2 separate regions of the Rattus norvegicus genome follow, and region 2 is linked to region 1. The links are chromatin contacts, called in public Hi-C maps. All regions are on one chromosome and are shown on one strand. The core of a region is the stretch at or near the end of the contact, and the rest is flanking DNA. Distances in the headings are between cores, read along the strand shown.

Region 1 (6,485 bases), core at 2,365-4,864:
CCGTTCTGCGTCAGCTATGGCTCCACTGAAGCCCATCTCTCCTGCGCTACCTGGGGCTGAACATTTGCACACGCCTTACGGATGTCACACCCGAGGTTCAGAGAAGTCAGACAACCTGCCTCAGGGTCACACAGCTTCCCAGCGGCAAAGCTGAGATTCCAAACTACAAAAGTCTAATGGTGCCAAAAGCCCGAACCCTCACATCTAGAGCTTAAATAGGGGAGGGAGACCTTGGCCACAGCACTAAGCTCGGAATGGATAAACTTCCCCACACTGCGTGAGTGGATCTGTACAGCCCCATTCCTTTGCTAATAAGAATAGGTCAGGGCTGGAGAGATGGTTCAGTGTTAGGAGCACTCTGCTCTTCCAGAGGTCCTGAGTTCAAATCCCAGCAACTACATGGTGGCTCACAACCATCTGTAGTGAGATCGGATGCCCTCTTCTGGTGTGTCTGAAGTACAGCTACAGTGTGCTTATATAATAAACAAACAAACAAACAAACAAACAAATAAATCTTATTAAAAAAAAAAAGAATAGGTCAGTGTGAACAACAGAGCCAACCAGGCCTCGAATAGGAAGGGGCAGAAAGAAGAAGGTCTATGGTGTGAATCAATGGGTCTGGCCTTGGAGTCTCCCAGGGTCCCATCACCTTGCAATACAGGCTGTCACCTTATATATAACCTTTAAGGAAGGAAAAGGTGTTAGACACTCCTGAGATTCTCTGAAGAAATGCTAACTGCTGTCTGGGTAGACAATGGCTCTGGGTGAAAGGGGGAAGATGAAAATAGTGAGGGTTACCCTGCAGTGGAGTCACTGAGGCAGAGGGATGGCTGCTGGGATATCAAGAGGGCCTGTAAGCCTGCCCCATACCCCCCCAGTCAATGAGCAGAGCTCAGATGAAACGGCTCTGGACAAAGTGGGGAGAGAGGGCTCTGGTACCACGCGGGGGTGCTTGCTGTCTTTGCTTGTCTTTAGTTGTTTGCTTAGGACAGGGTCTCTCTGTGTAGCCCAGGCTGGCCTTGAATGTATGATTCCCTAGTGTTGGGACTGGTGGCGTGCCCCGCCATGCCATGCTGGGTGCATCTTTTATCACCTCCACCGTTTTAACACCTTACGCTGTTTTAAAGCTCTCTCCCCTCATCTGTGAGATGGGTGTGCTGGGCTCAGTAGCCAGGATTCTTTTTTTTTTCTTTTTCTTTTTTTCTTTTTTCCGGAGCTGGGGACCAAACCCAGGGCCTTGCGCTTGCTAGGCAAGCGCTTTACCACTGAGCTAAATCCCCAACCCCCAGTAGCCAGGATTCTAAGCAGAAGAGAGCAAGAAATGATGCTTCGCCCTCCAAATCACCTCCCCGACACCTGCCTGTTGCCATGTATCCGATCTCCCTAGGGTGCTCCTGAAAGACTGACCTAAGCAGGTGGAAGCATGTACCTGATCTCAGAACCCCGGGGGCTCGGACAGGGTTCAAGGCTCACTCCCTTCAAACTGCCTCACAAGGTGTGGCTACCACTTTCCCTCCCTCTCCCTCCTTTGCTTACCCCAGTCACCCTTCTTGTGATGGGAAGGAAGTGACACTTCCTTTCATGAAAACTCACTGGCTGGGAACAGCACGTCAATAACGGCAACAGCAACCTCAATAACAACCAGTAGACACAGTCCCGCCCGCTCGCCTGAGGTTGTTGGCTTAAGTTTCTCTTAGCTCAAGCTCTGGAGAGGAAACAAAGACAGCCTTTGAAGCGGTCAGTCCACTTCATGGCCCAGAAGCTGGCTGCCTGGCATTCTCCTCCTTGGGCTTGCTCCAATAGGCAGTTTGGCTTTTTTTGGGGGGGGGGAGGTGTCCTGCCAAGAGCCAGCCTTAAGGACAGCTAGACAGGAGTCTGAGGATCCAGGGCACAGAACTGGCCACAGCCCACCCTCAGCACTTCTGCCAAGCTCTGTTAGTGGCTAGAGACAAGCTGAGAGCCCTTGGGGGGTACAGAAAGGTAGAGGGGAGTATAGGGGTACCAGGTTTAAGATGCTAGACTCCCACTGCCCTGAGATAGCCCAAGAGATCCTAATCCTGGAAGGGCTGAGTCTTCACGGCCCCACCCTCTGTCTGTATGTCTGGTGAAGACAGAGCTCTCTATATGGATCATTTCCGGTTTTCCCACCCCACCTATGCAGAAACAAGTTGCAGAGGGTGACTCAACAGGAGACTAGAACCCCTACACAGGGAAATTTCAGACCTCACTTTTCCTTTCTCCTCCTCTCCTCACCCTAGCACAGTGCCTGCTATCCTGGTCAAGGGGGAATCTAGACCATTCAGCTTCCCACTCAGGGCAGCAGAAGGCTACCAGAAAGAAGAGAAAGGGCAAGGAGTCTTTGAAGCCTGGTCCTCACTCACTGTCAGACCTGAGCCCATCTCTATGCCTCAGTTTCTCTGTAATAAAAGATGGGGGTGGAGTATATAATCCTAAGGCCCATTCTGCCTCTGTCACTTCAAGTTCTAGGTCAAGCAGTCAGTTAGGACTCTAACTGCTGTGGAGACCAGACCCTCTAGATAACACCTCCCCTTCCCTTCCCAGGCATCCATCCTCTTTAGGCTCTGAGATCCCTAGATTTACATCAATTCCCAATAGTGCCCGCGGGGCGGGGCAAAGAGCACCTGTTACACTCCTCTGAAATAAGACTATGGGATGCTGGCCTGATCGGCAAAACTTGGGATGAATTTGAGGCCTTCCCAGCCCAGAGTTGGCCCCACTGTGCCTGTATGGGGTGTGAGCCCAGTCAGGGGGCAACGCCTGGGCAGTGCGGAGGGTCGCAGATGCGGTTGCAAGGTTGTGCCCCCAGTTGGCAAGGAGAGCAAAGCCAAACTTGTTCGTCGCACTCCGGCAGCCTAAGTTTCTGCCCTCCCTCCACTAAACACCCCCTGTCCAGGGCCACTATTCTGTCCCTTTGAAGAGACCCAAGGGAAGAGAGGGAAATTCAGAGAACCAGACGGGTAAAAAGAGAGCCTCTTTCCTACGGGGGGTTGGAAAGAAAAAAGAAACAGAAAGAAAAGGAAAAGAGAAGAGAGGAGCAGGGGATCTGAAGCTTGTGACCGTCAAACCACAACCATGTCCCTCGGCAGAAAAGAGGAACCGTTGATTCTTCAAAGCGCATTGAGCAATTTCTTCAAAACCCGCGCAGTCACTTTCAGGAATCGGGACCGCAGTGGGAAGCGCTGCGCGCGGCCCGGGCGCCTCGGCTTCTGAGAAGCGCTGGGCTGGCACGGGGCAGGGAGGGGCCCGCGGCCGAGAAGCTGCTGCTGACAGCTGTCACAACAAATGGGCCCAGAGCAGCTCGAGATTGAAACCGCAGCAGGAAGTGTGGGCGGCTCAGTGAATTTCAGTCCAGAGCCCGAGAGGAGAGTTTCGAGATAAACGCCTGGGAAGCCCCTGGCCGCCCCGAGTTTCCACGAGAAGAGAGCACGCAGACACTCGGGTTGCCCCGAGGGCCACGATCGCTCCGGGACCCCAACCCTCCGACCCCGGCGCTGCCCGCCAGCCGCTTACCCATTGCCCAGCGAGAGCGTGCGTCGCCGTCCGGAGACCCTCGATGCGCACAGCCGTCCGCTCCCAGCGCTCTCGGCGCGACTGGCTCGCTGCGCCGCTCGACGGTCTCCTCTCCCCAGGACCCACCCCTGGGCCCGCCCCCGCCGCGCTCTGAGCTTCCATTGATGGATCCTTTTTCTAGGGCGGGGAGGGCTCCGCCCCTTAAGCCGGAGGACGTCTGGGAGTTGTAGTGTACGCCCACTTTCCAGCTAGGGGCTGATGTAGGACACTAAGAATCATGGCTCTCCTGTGTCTGTTGGTTTCCCCAGAGGCAAAACTAGAATCTTAGAAAACTGCCCGCTCTCTGTAGTGTGCCAAAGACTGTGTGGGGTTAAATAAAAGTGCTTCTGACTTTTACCTGAAGTGGTCCATTCTTTTTAGCTTCACATAGAGATGTGAATACTGTTAGCCTACCAGGGGCCAATCTAGAAAGTGGGTGCCCAGACCTAATTCCCTAGGCCTTCCCGAAGTGCCTGTGTCCACATATATCATGTAGACTGAGTGACAGCCACAAGCTGAACCGTGCAAAGAGGAAGTGAACAAGTTGAAGGTGAGTGGTGACAAGGTGAGGCAGAGCAGTCATTTGGACCTTGTGTGGGTTATAGAAGATGAGGCTGAAACTTGAGGTTTAAAGGCAGAAAGCCCTATTAGCTGTAAGGCTTGGATTTGAACTCTGTTCCTAGTATGTAGTTGGTATTCCCGGAACCAGATTCTGTTGATTAACTATAATACTCATACAGCTCTGTAATTTTTTAAAAGATTTCTTTATTTATTACATATAAGTACACTGTAGCTGTCTTCAGACACACCAGAAGATCTCATTACATTATCAGATCCCATTACAGATAGTTGTGGGCCACCATGTGGTTGCTGGGATTTGAACTCAGGACCCCTGGAAGAGCAGTTAGTGACTTAACCACTGAACCATCTCCCCAGCCCCCCAGTTCTGCATTTCACACAATCGTTATCCTCATTATACAGTGCAAAACAGGCCTGGGAGATTACTTAGCTCCTATTACTGGTAGGTGGTAGGGTAGAGCTCAACCTTAGAATTGGGGCACAGATGAGGAGGGCTCCACAGTCACCCCCAGACCCCCGACATTTTAGTGCTCCCTTCACACTGAACAAATGGACGGTCTGCATTTGGTGATTCTGACCTTCTGGGCTTTATCCATTCGCTCTGGAATAGCAGATCAGTACGCTCAGCCTGGAGCAGGCAACACTGAGCTTGGGGATAATTGTAATAACTGGTGCTTGCCGGTCTGGTAACAGGCACATTGTTGTCGATATTTATTAACTGCTCAGAATAATGGCCCGAATAATGATTACCACAGCGACTCCCACATCCAAGAATACAAACCGCAGTCCACCCCCAAGAGATCCAAGACTCTGACAGAGATGTTATCTACCAAGAGCTACCACCTGGCAACCTCACAGGCTTCTGGTTCCACCGTCATTTGGTAAGGATTGGTTGGACTAGCCACAGTGCTAGGTTAGGAATGGAGATCTGCACCCTGCCTTCGGCATCACGGGATAGACCATCCACTACCTCCTGGACTGGGTGCATCCATCAGTGAAGCACTCACTACTTCCAAAGCCACAGCTAATCCTACCTTTGGATAGGAGGACCCTACCATCGGCAGCAGAGCGCACTCTTAGGCAGGAGAGCGCACTCTTACGCAGTGTTGTTTGTGCATAGCCTCAGCAAGTCAACACCTGTCTGGGGCAACCCGAGAACAATATGATCTAAATTTAATTGTCTCCTGAGGCAACTATTTGCAACAGAAAGTAATTTACAACAGCTAATAAATCCTGCCGAGGAATGATACCTCCCTTTGCCTTCCTAAAAACACCAACACTCCAGTTGTTCAAGCTTCTGTTCTACATACTTCTCAACCAGTTCATAGCCACCTTTCTCCATCACCCTTCATCCGTAGAGCACGAGGCCCGGATTGTGTGAGCAAACACCAGCTCCTCCATGTCTCAGTTGTCTCTCTGGCAGCCTCCAGAAGAAAAACAAAACACCCATTAGTGTGTAAACACATTCTTCCTGGAAAAAACATTGAGAATAAATCAGTCCTCTCTGGCCCTGCTCCAAATCCAGTTCCCTCCCTCTTCTTATCAGATTGGATAGTCTTTTAGAACGTTCCTTACTTATTTTCATAAATATAAGTATCCATGGTATGGGAAAACATGTAACTTTGCTCAACGTGTGTTTTTAGCTGATATAATCCTGATGGTTTTTGTCACAGAGATGTCTACAAATTAAAACACAGATCAGCTTCTCCGCTAGCATCTGCTACTGTCTGAGCCTTCAATTGCGATCTCTCAGTAGTCTTTTTTTCCCTTGATTACCTGGATCCTGCTGAGAAAATTCTAGATCTCTTAGAGGATTTTTGGGGAGAGACTGAGCTGAGGCTACCTTCATGCTGGTCCATCTCTAGGGACCAGACCTTGGAGGTGTGTCCCATCCTGGAGCTTTCGGGCCCTGAGAGTTTCTTGCAGGAAAGTTGGTGCCACCCTTCATCTGAGACCTTCAAAGTTCAGTGTGCTCAAAAAACAGGACAAGCAGCCTCCTCTCCCCACCCCCTCCGCGTTTCTGCTCCGTTCCCAGGCCCAGCAGTTGCAAAATGCCTCTGGGGCCTTGTTTTCAAAGGGGAATGAAGTGGGGAGTATTTTTAACTGTTGGCCCTGCCTTGCTCCCCACCCCCTGTGTTAGCTGTCCAGGAAAGGCAAGATTCACAGTGGCATTTGCAACTCATGGAAAACAACGAATGCTCGAAATAGACCATACCCAAGCCCGGGAATGGAAAAAAATGGGCTCATGGTTTCAAACGCGTACTTTAGAAAGAGACAAGAATAGCTCTCGGCCTTTGGGGGCGGGGTAGGGATGAGCCCGTGATGCTGGGATAGGG
Region 2 (6,043 bases), core at 3,022-5,521, 180 kb before region 1:
GGGAAAGTCGAGAGAGATGTTGGGGTGACAGGCTTAAGTGGGGTGACCGCAAGGCCTCCCAGAGGCAAGGCTGAGGAGGTGAGTTAGGGGAAGGAAGCCACACTAACTTTCTTGGACAACAGCTGGGGCAAAGGCCCCAGAGCTGGGAGTGTCGAGGTGTGTTTGAGGAACAGAAAGCCTGGCAGACAATCATCCATTCATTTGTTCAGCTAACGCTCACGGAGGCCCCATCTGTTGGCCAGGCCTGCAGCGGTGAAAATCAGTAAGGCAGGGCCCCATGCTCAAGGAACTTAACAAAGCTAGGGAGTGGGGAATTAAAGAACCTGGTTTAAAAAAAAATTAGATGCACGCTTGGGGCGCAGACCTACAGTCCGGTACAGCCTCAGCTACAGAATAAGAAAGCTGACTCAAGCCAAACCAAACCTCAACAAGACAGACAAGACAGAAAGTCTTTAGTCAGGGGGGCTTCTGGCAGAGTGAGGTCTAGAGCCATCATACAATTTGGGGGTGAAAGATCCAGCAAAGACCCTGAAATACGCCACTCCGTCTGGCACAACGCTGGCACTGCTGAACTGTACTTGTTCCTGGTTAGTAACAAAAAGAAAAGAGCCCTCCAAACACTAACCTTGAAAAGAAAAATCTTAGAAGCTGTAAGTATACACTAGGTGTGTGTCACATCCTGGCAGCCTCGGGATAGGTAGGGGTGGGCACCAGGTGGGACCCAGAAAAGCCCACACAGCAGGGGGCAACAGCAAGACACCTCTGTGGAAATTTACCAAATTAAGACTGGTCTCCTAAGTCCTCCAGACATCAGCAAGGAGGCATACATGGCCCAGGGTCTGTTCATAAGGAGTGACCACTGTGTCACACTGTTATCTGACCACAGGGTAGATTGCTCCTGCTTTTCCATGAACTGCTTGGGATCCACACTCTACGGCCTGGACTCAGGCCACAAGACTCTGTCAAGGAAAGTCTGGTGGATGGACCAAACTGTGGGGATAGGGTTCAGCTCAGGACAACTCTGGCCTACGAGACGTCAGCTCTGCTTTTCCAGCTCAAGGAAGGACACTTCTTCACAGGACAGAGCAGAGTCTAAAGTCACCTTGCTCAAACCCAGTATGCTCCCATGAAACAGAGGTCAGCCCTGCTGGTCAAGAGCTGGACATCAGAGGTTGGGGATTTAGCTCAGTGGTACAGCGCTTGCTAGCAAGGCCCTGGGTTCGATCCTCAGCTCCGGGGGGGGGGGGGAGCTGGACATCAAATTAAGCCAATTCATATTAGTTGGATCCAGATCTAACCAAACTGATGGGGAGGTACTGGTAGGTATATCTGTCACCAGAAAACCACCTCAGACCACAGAGGCAGGTAAGGAGGAAGCTGTCATGGGAATCCTCATGAAGTTCCCAAAGAAGCCACTGCAGGGAAACTTTCAGGTCCTTCAGCTGCAAGATGGAGGGAGGAGACACACTCCCCACTGCTCCTACTCAGAGCGAAACAGGCTCCTGGGTCTACAGCACTAACTCTCCTTCCATGCCATCCAGACTATCTCCTGTCCTGGTCACCATCCTCAAGATGCCCTTGGCTCTGATGCTGAGGATCTCTGTAGAAAACTTAAAAGGGAGAGTTGCCAACCTGCCTCCTTGGCCGTGACCCTGACCCAAGTGCGCCTTTGAAGATCAAACCTGGTAAGGCCATTTCTTCTCTCCTGATCCCATTTCAAGCCTGTCTACCACCTTCCGGATTCGGAAATGACCCCGGGCTTATCACAACTAGTGTTCAAATGTGGCTCCCGGGTCAGCCGAGCCTTAGCCAGAAACAGCTCTATGTACAGGAGGAAGGTTGGGACCAGGACTGTGAAGCAAAGTCATATGAGCTTCAGGGTCTCCTCTACAGAGTTCCCTTTCTTCCTCCTCACCTCCTTCACCCTAGGAGAGTTTTACTCTAGAGCTGCCTTGTTTACAGCCACTTTTGGGAGTTTCGGGGCAGAAGAGGGAGGAAGTCTTTGCTGGCAATAAGGAAAATGGTGTGTGCCCTGAGCTTGGAGGCAAGGGAGTAGACCCTCTTAAGTGCCTACTTACGGGGGAGCTAGCCAAGCACACACACACACATCACATACACACACACACACACACACAGCAAGGCCACCTGAAGACTGGGAGTGGGGGCAAGTTTATGTTTGACTCTTGGGAAAGATGGAGCAGTAACCAAAGCTCTCCCTCCATGCTTCTGCTAAACAGCAGAAACTGTGGGAGTTCCGAGTTGGGAGCCCAGGAGAGACCTCCCAATTTTGCTTGTGGGCTGGAGGGTGAGTGATACTACGCTGCCACAAAATCTAGAGCTCCAAACCTGGGGCAAACTCGAGGGGGAAAGTGTGAAAATATCCAAGCTGTCCCCTGGTGGTCATGGGTCAGAAGAGCCAGGAGGTCCACTAGAACCACAAAACAATCCTCACAAGAGCGGTGCAACCCAGTCCCAAGTCACTTCATCAGTCAAGATTCCCCTCAAATGTTTTCCCCTGTGACAACATCCTCAGCTCCCAGACTACTTCCCCTCACCACCCTTTACGTCTCCATGAGGCCTGGTGGCTGCTTTTCAGCCACGAGCCTTACCCTGTATCCCTCCCGCAGCTCCAGACAAGTGTGTCTCCTTCAGCTTGGATTCAACTAAACACAGAGCACAGTGAGAGCTGCTTCTGCTGCGCCTGTGATAACGTTCACCCCAGAGGTACAGGAAATGATGGACAGAGGGACCCAGAGTCAATTGCACAAACAGAAGAGTGAAACAGAAAACAGAGAGCACGCAGGAGATGCTTCAGGGAAAGTGGTGGGGGGAGATATCAAAAGGACATTTAACCAGGAGCCACCCCAGTCCTTACCCTTCTTGAATTCCTCCAGCATGGCATCCAGCTTGGTGTCATGAAAAACAAAATGGACCGGGTGGTTGTAGAAGCGAGTGATCGTCTTGAGCGGGGTGCAGTCATCTGGGTCAACAAAAGCCAGGTCTTTGACGTAAAGGATATCTACGATATTGGACTGCTCATCTTCAAACACAGGAATGCGAGTATAGCCACTCTCCATAATCTCCGACATGGTGTTGAAGTCCAGAATGGCATCACTGCGGATCATGAAGCAGTCGTGTAGCTGGGTCATGATATCCTCCACAGTTTTGGTCCTTAGTTCCAGAGCACCCTGGATCATGTTTAACTCCTCCTTCACCAGGTCATTATAGGGCTCTGTCACCTTCAACATCTCCATCAGTTTCTCCCGATTGTAAACAGTGCGAATCTCCTGACCCAAGACGAAGTCCAGGAGTTTGCTAATGGGGAAACTCAGGGGGAAAGTGAGTAACATAAAGATTTTGGTGAGAACAATAGTGTTGGCACCCACAGCCAGCCCATGCCTGGAGCACAGGGCTTGAGGTAAGATCTCCCCAAAGATGACAATGCCAATGGTGGAGGAGGCCACTGCCATGATGCCAGAACCGATGAGGTTGTCTAGAAGGATGGTGAGGGAGGTGTTGACTAGCACATTCCCCAGGAGCAGCGAGCAGAGCAGGTAGTTGCCCTTGCGCCTGATGGGCTCTATCTTGCGAGCGTACCTTCTCTCCTTCTCAGTTCCACAGTTCTGCACGATGCGCAACTCCATCGGGTCCAGGGCCATAAGCCCCAAGTTGAGGCCAGAAAAGATGCCCGACAGCACCAACAGCACCAAAACAAGAAGGATGTGCAGCCAGAGCGGCAGAAACCTCCCATGCTCCTCCACCATGAAGAGCAGGGAGTCCTTGTCCGTCCATTTGAGCCAGGGCCCGTCGGCCCGGGTCCGGGTGCACAGCGCGTACAGCTTCATGTTCTCACTCCTCCGCAGGAACTTGGTAATCACCACTAGCATCCCCGACGTGTTCCCGCGGCTCACGTTGACCAGCCGCTGGACCACTAAGTCCTTGGTGAGCTCCAGGCAGTTGGTGGAGTTGTGGACCGTCTCGGCGTCGTCCACCTCGGTGAAGGAGATCAGGTTGCTAGAGATCTCGCCCAGTCTGTGGCCGTAGAGCCTCAAGTTCACCGTGCTGCCCTCGGACACGAAGATGATGCCATCCGGGTTCATCCCGCACGACTTGTTGCAGCTCGCCAGCCTCATGCCTAGGATCACGCTCTGCTGGGGGCTGCTCTGGCCGCTGGCCGCCCGCGTCCATAGCAGCAGCAGCAGCGCGGCCAGGAGGAGGCGCCCTCGGGCCGGCCAGCCGTCCCGCCGCCCGCCCCCGCCCCCCGGCGCCATGTTGCTCCGGCCCCGCCGCTGCCCGCGCCCCGCCGCGCGCCTCACTCGGCGCCGCCGCTCCTGCCCTCCTGCCGCTCCGCCGCCGCCGCGCCAACTGCCCCAGGAGAGGGCCTGACGTCAGACCGCGCCCCGCCCGCCCCGCCCCGCCGCCCCACGCCCCTTATTTGCATGCGAGGTCCCGCCCCTACCCAGGGCTCGCGCTCCGGGCTTAAGGAGGTCTGAGCGCTTAAGGTGGAACGGCGCGAGGCGAGCGCGGGAGCCTGCGGCGGGGGTGCGCCCAGCCCAGCCTCCGCGCCGCGCGCGGCTTCTCCCGAGCTCCTCCTTAGGGAGCCCGGCTCCCAGGCCTCACGCGCCTGGCTGCTTCCGGGTCCCCTGCACTCTGTTGCTCCGTTCTAGGGCGGGTGTGCTTCTCCACAAGCACAGCGAGAAAAAAGCATGCCATTTCCTGGTTTAGAAAAAGAAAAGGGAACCTGAGGGCTCAGGCTGGCATTACAGCCTCCTCACTTCTGGTATTTTTGCTGGCCTTGACCCAAGGCCAGAAATAGATTGTCTCTGCCCCCGAACTCCCCCAGCCCACCGGTCGCTTCTGTCTGGAGACCACCAGCCCCCTAAGGTGCTGAGGATTCAGGCTCTGAGCTAGGTTTTTCACCTGTCATTTCTATTTAGGGATGTTTTCATTGAATATGTATACTTGCAGACTCTAACAATAAGGCAACGAACACGCCAAAATTCTTGCACACCTTAGTTTACAGCCTAGCATCAGAAAAAATGGCAATAAGCAAGTATAGCTATACGGGGCGGGGGGTGGTGGTGGTGGCGGGAGGGGGAGCTCAATAAACAAATACACACAGGAACAGTTATTGAATCCTTCTGGCCACGTGAAGTATTTTATATCTTACAGATTTGAACCTAGGCACAAATCTTAGGCCTTTCAGATCTCCACCGTTAATCCTAGTTCCTGTCTGTAAACGGCGGTAAGAATGACTATTGAGACAAGATCTTACATAGCCCAATATGGCTTTGAACTCTTCAAATCTAAGGCTACCGTGAACTCCCCGATCCTCCATCCATAGACTCCCAAGTGCAGGGTTTACAGGCATGCACCACCATGCCTGGGTTGATTTGATTGTTCAGCTATGGGTTCAGTTTTTAATTTGATGGCAGGAAGAGTGATAACACAGCATCACCTGGCTAAAGCAAGTGAGAACAATTGGCTTACACATCAAACATGACATGACAACTCTCTGTGAATAGTCTTTGCCTGTGTAGTAATAGTCATTGCTGCCTGCTCTTTCAGAACCGTACCCTTAACCCCAAATTGTGGTGACTGGCCAGCTGAGGCAGCTGCTTGTGGAAATGAACCGAGAGGTGTGGCTGCTGTTCTAGCCTTGAGATCACTGCTTCCTGGTCAGCCCTACTTGGATGTCATCCGGCAGGCAGCTATGAACTCAGTGTGTGAGGATGACCACAGCCATCCACCCACAACTGTCCACCTGTGAAGGGCAGGACGTGGATGACAAACATTCTTACCTCAGTTGCAGGAGCTAAGCTAAGCACGGGGCCTGGGTTGACCCCTGGGTCTCCCAGCAAGGCTTCTGCTGGCCCCAGAGACACAGAAAGCCCTTCTCCATCTCCCTGTACAAACCCCTGTGTTTATTTTTACTTTGGTACACAGTCTGCCAATAAAAGCAGCAATCAATACCAGCAGCAAAAAGCCCAAACAGAAAGGAACACTCATGCAGTGTTGTGGGGGAAGTTTGGTAGCAGAGGCC

Evidence for each region. A called contact is a pair of places that touch in the nucleus more often than the background predicts.
Region 2: a Hi-C map of mammary epithelial cells shows a contact between it and region 1, with 2.2 times the contacts expected there. The contact joins the promoter of Cnnm4 here to the promoter of Arid5a in region 1. A contact is called at or near these places in 2 of 12 Hi-C or Micro-C datasets (frontal cortex and mammary epithelial cells).

Annotation. Positions count from the first base shown.
Region 1 is chr9:46,027,708-46,034,192 of GRCr8, reverse strand. It overlaps Arid5a (AT-rich interaction domain 5A), which reads right to left and starts at 3,614. Exons shown (of 7, transcript NM_001399179.1): 1 at 3,532-3,614. The coding sequence starts at 3,535.
Region 2 is chr9:46,205,932-46,211,974 of GRCr8, reverse strand. It overlaps Cnnm4 (cyclin and CBS domain divalent metal cation transport mediator 4), which reads right to left and starts at 4,271. Exons shown (of 7, transcript NM_001271050.1): 1 at 2,876-4,271. The coding sequence starts at 4,271.